2 separate regions of the Ovis aries genome follow, and region 2 is linked to region 1. A link is a contact called in public Hi-C data. All regions are on one chromosome and are shown on one strand. Each heading gives the region's core, a stretch centred on a gene start, on an enhancer-like site or on the middle of the called end of the contact. The rest is flanking DNA. Distances are from core to core; before and after follow the strand shown. Region 1 holds the start of TET2 (tet methylcytosine dioxygenase 2). Region 2 overlaps LOC114115276 (a long non-coding RNA gene).

Evidence for each region. Hi-C and Micro-C count contacts between places; a contact is called where the count stands out from the background.
Region 2: a contact with region 1 is called in a Hi-C map of hypothalamus, with 2.2 times the contacts expected there. The contact joins the enhancer-like site here to the promoter of TET2 in region 1. A contact is called at or near these places in 6 of 16 Hi-C or Micro-C datasets (blood, hypothalamus, muscle and 3 more).

The regions. Positions count from the first base shown.
Region 1 is chr6:20,412,481-20,417,394 of ARS-UI_Ramb_v3.0, reverse strand. It overlaps TET2 (tet methylcytosine dioxygenase 2), which reads left to right and starts at 2,407. Exons shown (of 10, transcript XM_060417553.1): 1 at 2,407-2,677.
Region 2 is chr6:20,476,216-20,481,609 of ARS-UI_Ramb_v3.0, reverse strand. It overlaps LOC114115276 (a long non-coding RNA gene), which reads right to left. Exons shown (of 2, transcript XR_009601137.1): 1 at 2,930-5,394; 2 at 1-2,817. Among named protein-coding and RNA genes, the nearest start is that of TET2, 64 kb to the right of the region's middle. Within about 2 kb of position 1,764, at least 11 of the 54 cell types and tissues checked have an H3K27ac peak or open chromatin away from gene starts, as enhancers often do. A contact at or near this core is called in hypothalamus, where this site is marked.

The DNA.
Region 1 (4,914 bases), core at 1,158-3,657:
CTGTCGCAAAACCAACTGCAAGTCAAGTGTGATTCCAGACAGACAAGAACCACCTGTTACAACACACAGAGAGGGAGGTGTTTAAAAGATAAATGAGAAGGAGGTGACCCTACAGATCATTTCCCCAATTATCATATACATAAGTAAGGGAGCATTCAGGTAGTCATATCAAAGTCATGTCAGTACAATATTTGCCGCATGTTATTCAATGTAGGAAGACATATATTTACGTATATACTTCTAGTCAAGCAAGAAAAACTCCTGGAAGTAGAGAGTTTATGATTGGTAATAGTATTAATAATAACTACCTGGGCACTTGGTGTCATATTCAATTCTCACAACACACTGTTTTAACATGAGCTTCCCTAGTGGCTCAGACAGTAAAGAATCTGCCTGCAACACAGGAGACCCAGGAAAGATCCCCTGGAGCAAGGAAAGGCAACCAGGACTCTTACCTGGAGAATTCCATGGACAGAAGAGCGTGGCAGGCTACAGTCTATGGAATCACCAAGAGTAGCGCACCACTGAAAGACTACCACTTCATACTTGACAGAGGAGGATACACAAAAAGTACTATACTCAAGGTCACACATTTAGTAAGGGGTGGAGTCAGGATCCATCTAGGTCTGTCTGACTCCAAAGCCCATGTTTTCCACAATTCTGCTGTTTTGTGCTGGACACAAAGGTAGGTCACAGTCTTCAGGAAACTTTACTTTTGGGACTTGAAAAACAAATTACAAGGCACCTCTTAAACAGCTTACAGCTCATTAGCAATTACCAAGACTTCAAAGACACATTCGTGTGCAGTTAAAAAAGATGGAAATTCATTTTACATGAATGCTTAGGGAAACGAATGATCTTGCTTAGACAAGTTCGAAACCAGAAGTCGAAGTCAACTTTGTCTCAAAGTGGAATAAACAATGTTTCATTGGAACACACTTTAAACGCTCTTCTTCGCAACAATGTAACACACAAAGAGTTCCCTTTTAAACGCCTTTTCAAAGAGGAAATATTCCGATCTCATAAAATTAGGTAAAGCCTTCACTTCTAAAGAAATTACAGACAAAAAATGTGAGCTATACAAAATATCTTGTGTTGACTTAAGAATAGCCTGGTCACAATGTAGCGATCCGATCACAATGTAGCGATCCCAAAACGGATGTGCCCCCAAAAATCTATCTAAAATTTGAATGCCAGTAACGTGAGAACGTCTAATAGAGGGCGAATCTCAAAAACTATCAATCTGATATAACGATTCACATGGGCTTTGTTCTTTATCTCATCTTCAACATGATTATTCTTTTCAAAAAAGCATTAAAAGTCTACTCGGCAACAGAAAAGAAAAACTGTCCACGGATGCGAATGATTATAGAATCCCGAACGTCAGGGAAAATCGAGAGTCCGTCATTCGAGTTTAGTTCTTTACAGGTTGATTTCTTCATCACTTAATTATAAGGCTGGGCATTTTTGCAAAATAGAGGCTCTTACGCAAGTAAACGTAACCATTTGAAATTGCAGGTTTATTTCTTACGACCGAATTTAGGGAGAAGAGTCACTGTTGAGAAAGTCCTCTCGGATCTGCGTGAATCCTTCTCTCAGCCCACGTGGCCAAAGTAAACAGAAGGTGGGCTGGGGCGGTGAGAAGCGGGCCTCGCTCAATTTCCTAATTTGTCGAGTCTTTCAGACTACAGGCCCCTAAAGCACTAAGGGCATGCCCTCTGAGAAACTGGGGGGTGCTTCTGCAGAGCGAGATGAAAACGACCGTGTGGAGGGGATGCCAAAGCGGGGGGCGAGGCGGGGCGAGTGGACCTACCAGAGGTTGGGGTGCGGGCCTGAGCGGGCGAAGGTGGGTGCGCTCCGGGGCGTGCGCGGGGGTACCTGCCAGGAGGTGGGAGTCGGGGCGGATGCGCGGACACTGGGGACTGGGGAGGTGCGCATCTACCCTAAGGTCGCGGTGGGTACGATACCAAAAAAAGTTTAAAAGGTTCAGCTGGGGTCTCGCATCCTCCTGCCAGGGACGCACCCCACCTCCCCCGTGGTTCCAGTCCCACGCCTCCAGCTGGGTGGCGACCCCGTGCAAGGGCCCCGGGGTCCGGACCTTCCCCCGCGCTCCCCCGGGCGCACTGCTCCCCTGCCTGGCTCCGCAGTCCCAGCCTCGAGCGCGCGCCCCTGCGCTCGGGCCCAGGTGCCGCCGGCTTCCGCGCTGGGAGCCCCGGGGCGGGGAGCCAATTCCCGGGGAGTCCGGGCCGAGAGCCCCGGGGCGGCGGTGGAGGCCCGGGCGCAGAAGGCGGTGTCCGGGGCGGAGGGGAAGGAGGAGGAGGAGGAGGAAGCGGGGCGGAGGAGGCGGAGAAGCGGGAGGAGGCGGAGGCGGAGAGCGGCGGCGGCGGCCTCGGCCAGAGCTCGGGCGGCCCCGCCGCCTCCTCCTCGCGAGCGCCGCGCGCCCAGGCCCGGCTCGCATGCGAGTCACGTCCGCCCCCTCGCCGCGGCCGCCCCGAGACGCCAGCCCCGCCGGGTGATGAGAACAGACGTCAAACTGCCTTATGAATATTGATGCGGAGGCTAGGCTGCTTTCGTAGAGAAGCAGAAGGAAGCAAGATGGCTGCCCTTTAGGATTTGTTAGAAAGGAGACCCGACTGCAAACTGCTGGATCGCTGCAAGGCTGAGGGACGAGACCGAGGTCAGAGCGCTTCTCTTACGCCGCGAAACTCTCCCCTTCCTCTCCCCTTCGCTTTCTCTCGGGCTCGCAGGGGCTGGGGCGCAAAGCCTGCAGTGTCACCCGCGAAGAACCGAGAGGGAAGAAGGGAAGCTTCACAAATTACTGGAGCCTCTTCAACATGGCTGACAAATATAGTTTTAATTCCCCCCACCCCCCTTTTAAACCTGTAGTTGTGTGTGCTCTCTCTCCTGTTAGTTAATGCTCGTGCCCTCCTCACCCAGAAAACTTAGCTTTGTGAGTCCGGCCGGCCGCTTTCCCGGCCTTTTAGCCTCCGGAAAGTGATTTTTCTCTGCTTTCCTTTCTAAACTAGTGCAGCTGTCGGGGGGCACGACTTTTTCCTTGACTCTTCCCCCACCCCCCTCCCTCGGTGGAAGGCAGACGAGCCCCGGGTTTATCCTCACCCACCCCTGGGGAGCACACGGACCGAGTGGGTTTCGACCCTTTTCTGCGCTGGGGGTCTGGATCTGAGTGTGCGTTTGCGTCCGCCCCCTTCTGCCTGCCCCGTGTCCCCTTTTCGGGGGGCCGCGCTCAGCGAGTGTCACAGCGAGTGGAACAGGAGTCTACTCGGTCGGGGGTTGTTGTGTTTTTTGTTTTTTCTTTCCCCGCTGAAGTACGCGTGTTTTGTTAGCGCTGCGGAGCCGAGAGAGGAAAAGAATAGTTTCTCGGCTTCCCCACACAAGACCCGAACCCCACTTTTCTCAAGGTGCATCAGCTCTGCGATGGGCTGTCCCTTCCAGCGTGGGGGAACGTGTGTGAGAGCATTTGTGGGCAAATCTGTGTCCTGGCTTTGTGCTTCTCCCAAATCAGCTTCGTCGGGTTCGCCGGTAAGTGACAGGCAGACACAAAGGCAGGCGCAGGCCGGGGGAGGGGGCAGACGGGCGGGCGCGGGGACGGGGGGAGAGTGGAGAGTTGGAAGACGGCAAGGTCAGGGGCGCAGAAAGAAATGAAACCCAATCCCAGTGAAGAAACGGAGAAGCAGAGAGCAGATTTCTAGCAGTCTCGTGCAAATTTGTCTTTTTCGCAGTTCTCTGGTCTTTTTTCTGCCTTTCTCTGTGTTTCCCTTTTCTCCTCCCGTTCTTCTTTTTCTCCTTCTTCCTTCACTCATACATGACTCTTGATGAATCTTTTTCATGGAGGCCGCTTTTCTAGTGATACTAGGCTAAGTTTCTATGGAGAGTTTTCTATCTGTGGCAAAATAAAGTGTGGGCTGGATAGACTGCTGGGAAGGTCGAGTGCGAAATATAAGTGAAATTTACAGGCTGTTGCCCTCATGACATACTTTTAATGGTATTGAGTGAGTTTTTCTCCTCCTCCTTGTACTGTTTAGGAATTGAAAAGGGGTCATTTTCCAGTCGTTTAAAATTTAGTTAAATATTTTTATATTTGCCTGTCTAGGGAGTAGAATACAGCCACAGTTTAAAAATCTCGACTCATACATCATGCTTTTCTTTCTCCAGTCAGGGATAGATAATGGCAAATCCAAATCCAAAAATATTCATCAATAAATGATCCAACATAAAAGTAAGATTCTATCTTAGGGACAGTTGGAAGTGTGTATAGGAAAGATACTGGCTATGGTTTGGTTTGATTTAAGGCTGTGGGTATTGTTGCCTGGCTAATGAAATCATTATATTTGCATTTTAATGGAAAGTCGAAATACTGGAGGGGAGTTATATTCTTTTCCTTGTTTGCTGTGTGTTACATAATAGGTTTGAAGTAGAATATACATTTCAACATAATAAATACTGATATTTTAATGCTATTAAACAGAGAAATGTTAGTGAAGGATTGGAAAGTCAAACAAGTTTAGAAGTCATGTATACAATTAAAAGATGGTTGGGGGGAAAACACAATAATGGACATTGCTCCATAAATCACATCTCCAAAACTACTTGTTCTTAGTAATTCACTTTGTAACTCTACATTTTGATCTATGGAAAGCAGTTAAGTTTAATCGTTGTAGAGGCATGATTACAAGGGAGACATGTTACTCATCTTTGTGGAATAGAAACAGCTCATTTGGTTGTTCTTATTTGTCCTCAGATAATAAAGAAAACACTTAAAGAGTTTAGCAGAAATGCTTACTATCTGTTGAGAAAACTGCGGTTAATTATCCCAGCAATTCAGAATTTAAAATATATAATTCCTTTTGCCAAGAGTAGTATCTAACTACTTTGGGGGGACTTTTCCAATGTTGT
Region 2 (5,394 bases), core at 515-3,014, 65 kb before region 1:
TACAGCTGGTGGGAAGGTTTTGGGTCTTCTTCCTTAGCCACACTGCCCCTGGGTTTCTGTTGTAGTTTTATCTCCACCTCTGCATGTGGGTCGTCCCCTGGGGGTTGCTCCTGAGGCTGCCCTGGAGGACTTGGGTTTGCCCCTGTGAGGGCCAGGTGTGGAGGTGGTGCAGCTGCTTGGGTCGCAGGGGTTCTGGCAGCACCAGGTACTCAGGGGGTTGTCGGCTAGGGCTGCAGGAAACACGGTGCTCTAGAAGGGTATGGCAACCAGTATTACCAATCCGCCCCAGTATTCTTGCCTGGAGAACCCCCTTCCTGACATAAGCCTGGAAGCCAGAGTCCGCAGGGTCGCGGAGTCAGATACGACCAAAGGGACACAGTGAGCATAGACGCAAGACTTTTTTGCCTGTGGCAGCTCTGCCCCAGTGAGAGTTGAGCATGAAGGTGGCGCAGCTGCTTGGCTTGCGGGGACCCTGGTGGCACCAAGCGTGCAGGAACACGGACTGCCTCTACCGCAGGAGTTATGGCCCCAGCAGAGTCTTTTCTCCCGCCTCTTGTAGCTGACGATCAGAAGGCCTCTTTGGTCAGTCTTTCTCTGTAGCCCCACTTGTTCAGGCACTTAGAGGGCTCCCTTGCCTGGGGTCCTTCTCTGTTGTTTGGCTTATCAGTCACTTAAAGGAGCACCCTGGGTGAGGTCCCACTCTGTAGTTCAGTGCCTCAGGCGTTTGATGGGTGAATTTCTCTATTGTTCAGCTGCCCATGCTGGCACGTGGGGAGAGGGAGGCTATGGCGATGGCTCCACCCACTACGTATGACTCAGCAGTATCACCTTGCTTCCAAGGCTGCCCGGCTTTCTTCCACTGGCATTTCCCACCACGATCTCCTCCCTCACATCCTCTCAATTTGTCTCTCCGCAGTCAACAGCAGCCCTCACTCCCGGACTGCTCCACCATCCCCAAACTCCAGCTTCCAGCTACTGTGCCTTCCAGGGGACCAGCGTTCCTGTCCGGGGTACGTATGGCTTTGGCAAGGACTGTCTGATGCTCATTCCATTTAGGCTGCCACAGGTCAGCTGTTTCACTTTCGGCCTTAAATGTTTCTCCTCTGACTCAGACCATTGCTCCGATGTGGGGATTGGACCCCTGCTTCAGTTCCCCCACCCGCCGAGGGCAGGTGCAGTCCTACTAACACTCCTGTTTTTCTCCCTAGTTCCTTCATCCTACTGAGTTGTGCATGGGTCTAGATATTGTTTTGCGCTGGTCAGGCACTCCTGTCCACTTTCAGCTGGTTTCTGCATGCACTTCTATGTCTGAAGGTGTATTCCTGATGTATTCGTGGAAAGAGATGCACTCCACATCCACCTACTCCTCTGCCATCTTGTTCTCCCCTCTCTTGCTCTTTCAGTGGAAAATAGTTCCTCTGCAATCTTATTTTACTTAACTTGCTCTGCCTCTATGAATTTAGGTGAAACGATTTCCTACTGTGGTGACAAAGAGGTGTTCTTATGTGAGAGCATCCTTATGCAGGCTGCATATGCCCAGTGCCTTTGGTGGGAGAGCTGGACCTGATGAGTTTGCCAGTCACATCTTTCCTCAGGATGTGCTAGCAGAGGGTATGGCTGATTATGGTGGAGCTAGAGCTTATCTGGAGTGTGAGATGGGATTTCCTCTCTGCTTAGTCATCATCACTGCCCTGTCGGGAGCAGGCTCTGCTCTCAGATCACTGAATCAGAAGTTCTGAGGGTTGGGCTCAAGGTGGCTCTGTTCCCTTTAAGAGTATGTGTTTCCTTCTCCCTGCTCTGGGACCTTTGCCCTCACAGAGGGGAGTGCTGAAGCAAGTGGGGCTCCTGTGCTTACGGAAGTCCAGTGCTCTGTCTGTGTAGGCAACTGTGGCTGCAACCAGACACAGTTCGTGGTCACACCTTGCCATTGCCGTGACCACCCCAGATCTACTGCTAGGCTGCAGCGTGGAGAGCACGGGGGCTCAGTGTCCCCTCATCTTGGGTTAGGACACACAGCAAGGCTGTGGTGGGAATTCCAGCAGCTGTACTGCTGTCAGAACCCTGGGTTGCTTCTGGGGCGCAACCTGAGTAAGCACCAACAGCGGCCACCACCACTCCGCCTGAGCTACACCCCAGGGCCTCAGGTTGCCATTGCATTCCTAGATCAGGTCTTTTTCCAGGTCCTGGATGCCTAGATCTAGTGCCAAGCTGTGGTACAGAGTGAGCAGTGCCAGGGTTCACTCAGTTCCAACTGGGGAATGCAGCAAGGAGGTAGCAGCATCCGCCTTCCTGGGGACACACCATACCTGAGCAGTCCTCACAAGCGGGGGTCCAGTCTTCTCCTGCCTTTCTATCTGTCCCAGCAGTTCTCCAGGCAGCCAAAGGGGTTTGTCTCCTACTCACAGGACTCAAAGACTCTGACACCCAGTCTGTGACTGGATCCACTCACTCCCCAGGGCAAGCGTCCATCCGTGCAATCTCCCTTTTCCTCTTGTTCCCTCCCAGGGCTGCAGGTCTCAGCCGGATGCTTTTTCTCCTGTCCTACTTTATTGCGTGTTTATCTTTCTGACAGTCTTGGTTGCACAGGAGTCCTTCTGCCAGTTTCCAGTTCGTTTGCTCTGAGAAGTGTCTCACGTGCAGGTGTATTTTTGATGTGTTCATGGAGGGAGGTGAGCTTCATGTCCTCTTACTCTGCCATCTTTATCTCGCCCTCTCCAGCACCTCACTGGTCTTAAGCCAGGCTTTTACAAGACAGAATACTCACTGTTGGTCTCCTGATGAATTAATCTGTGTCCTTTCATCAATAGGAAACCTATACTTGAGTAAAGAAACAGGAAGGAGAAACATGAGATTGCAAAAAAGTAAAGGAGACTCGACTGCAGTGTAACTGGTCTGTGGAAAATAGGAAGTCTAGGAACTGATCGCTTACCTTCCTTCTGCCATGGGAACTTCAGAGGAAAGATGGCTGCATATTCTTCCATTCACTGTGCTATCTCCATCATCCTTGCCCTCTCCACAAAAAGAATTATGAACAGTTCAAATGCTTCACTTAACTCCTGGAGAATCACTAACCATTTCTGATCACACCCCTTAGCCATCAATAAGCAGGGATTTCCTAAATCTAGATAATCATTTATAAAATATGACCTTGAGCAGGTTCAAAGCAATATGCCAGCACTAACGAAGTAGGGAAAAGTGTGGGGCAAGGAAAAGAGAGCCAGAGTAAAGAAAGAAATTAAGAATGGCACCTAGGATGGGGTGAGTTCTCTAAGGGTTAAGATTCTACTATCTTAGTAGGGTTCTCTTGATGCTTTGAAATGGCAACAACATGGTGCCTGTGTTTGCATTCCGCTTTCCCTCCCCCACAATTCTTGGTGTATCCCTGAGAATATCTGGGAAACTGCACAAAAAGAAAGTTAAAGCAAACTTCTTCTGTCATATGTCCATAAAAGGAAAAGATTTCTATATTTCTAAGAAGCAAAAGTTCATTTTTAATTCAAGTTTATGCCCCCCTTTAGGGGAAGAGCTATCCAGTAAATTAGATAAATTTCAAAATTTGCTAGCAGAAATAAAAATCCAGAAACTTGGAGGAAAATGAACACAATAACAAATGGTAAGTTTTCTGCCATAAATAACAACACTTAGATTCAGAAGAGGAGAGAGAGGTGTACAGCTTAATTAGGAAGTGTTCGCCCAGAATACTAATGCCCTCCCAAATGCTCTGCTTAGTTTGCCATGGGCCATTGTCTTTCTCCATAAAGTTAAATTAGCATCTGCAGCAACTCTTCTAGAATTAAAGACTATAGCTCTGTGTCTCATTTTGAACACTCACTGGTCTTGAACTAAATTTAAATCATGAATGGAATATTATTTAAAGGTTGATAATCTTCACGTAACATTACTTCAGCAATGAAACTAAAACCCCTTGAATAAAATTCTGTTGGCTAGCCAAGAGGACCCTGGTGAAGTTCCAGTTTAATAAAATTATCTAGCATTTGCAACTGTAAATGCTTTAAGCCTTTTTTAAAGGTGATATTATGACCTATACAACACTGAGCATAAAGTGATCGACAGTAAAACCTTGAGCTGATCTGTAGAGGACGAGCGGGTGATAGAGGCCCATGGGAAGTGTCACGTACTTCTTCCAATTGGGAAGAGTCTCTTTTCTCTTTTCCTCTCTAACATCAACAAGGAGCAACTCTTCTGTTCCAAAGAAATTGGAGTTAAATTTCCATCCCAAAGAAAACATATTCCACTGAGAAAATTCAATAGCCAGTGAGATTGCAGAGCCTGAGCACACTTATTGGGGAGCAAAGTGGCATCCACAGTTACCAAATTAACTTGTTACACCCATGACATCTACCAGGACTTCCAGGTACAGTCTGTCATGCTGTGGGAGGGTATAGTCAGGAGAAGTAGTCTTGTTATTAGACAATCACAAATCTGCAAAGCCCTGGAGGTCATGCAGATCATCTTTTCTGCTTCAGTCTACAGGCACTGTCCCCAGTGGAGAGTCCACAGGCTCTTGTAGTGCTTGGTCCCCAAAGAAGGCTGGACATCCTGCAGACACTTGTGCTAAGATTGGGCATCTGGAATGTGATGCTTCTGGTGTGTTATTACGTTCTTGTGGGGTGGGAGAGCATAAAAGGAGATCTAGAAGAAAATCCCATCCTGCCAACCTAGGGAAAACCGAACTACCTAGAGGAGGCAAAGAAACCACATGAGAAAAAGGTTCTGCTTCATTTCTATTTTTCTCTCCCATTTAAAGATTTAGCCAACTCACTAATACCTGGGAAGCAAGAAGCAAGTGTCTCAGCTTAGGGCAGACCTGGAACTAAGAACAACAGGCCAACAGTCGATGTCCACCTGACAAGGGGAGCCAACCTTCCATACGATCCTGTTATGTGAGCTATCATGGATATCCTGATGTCCACACAGAAATCCCAGAAAATTCCAGAAGCCCTATTGGAAATTAGCTGGATCCGCTTTGTATCTATTAGCTGATGGGACCTGATATCCTGAAAGTATATTGTATCATGTACTGAAGCACTATTACCTTCCTCATTGAATGCTCAGAGATAGGTGAAAAGCAGCTACTATGATCTCAGAAACTGAGGAAAGCTTCAGGGCTGTTCTCATAGTTCTGACCAAAGAGAAACAGACCCAGCCCATTCATTCTGTGAGACACAAGACAGGAAATGATCTTTTTGTAAGTATGCTGAGAATTGTTAGGGAAAGATGAGATCAAGAAGGAAGGTCAGTCACTCTACAAACAGTTGTTGCATCAACAAATCAGCAAATAATTTGAGAAGACCAATGTGATTTATGATTAATAATCAAAAAAATCTGTAATAGGTATAGATAGACACAGATATAGATATATACACATACACA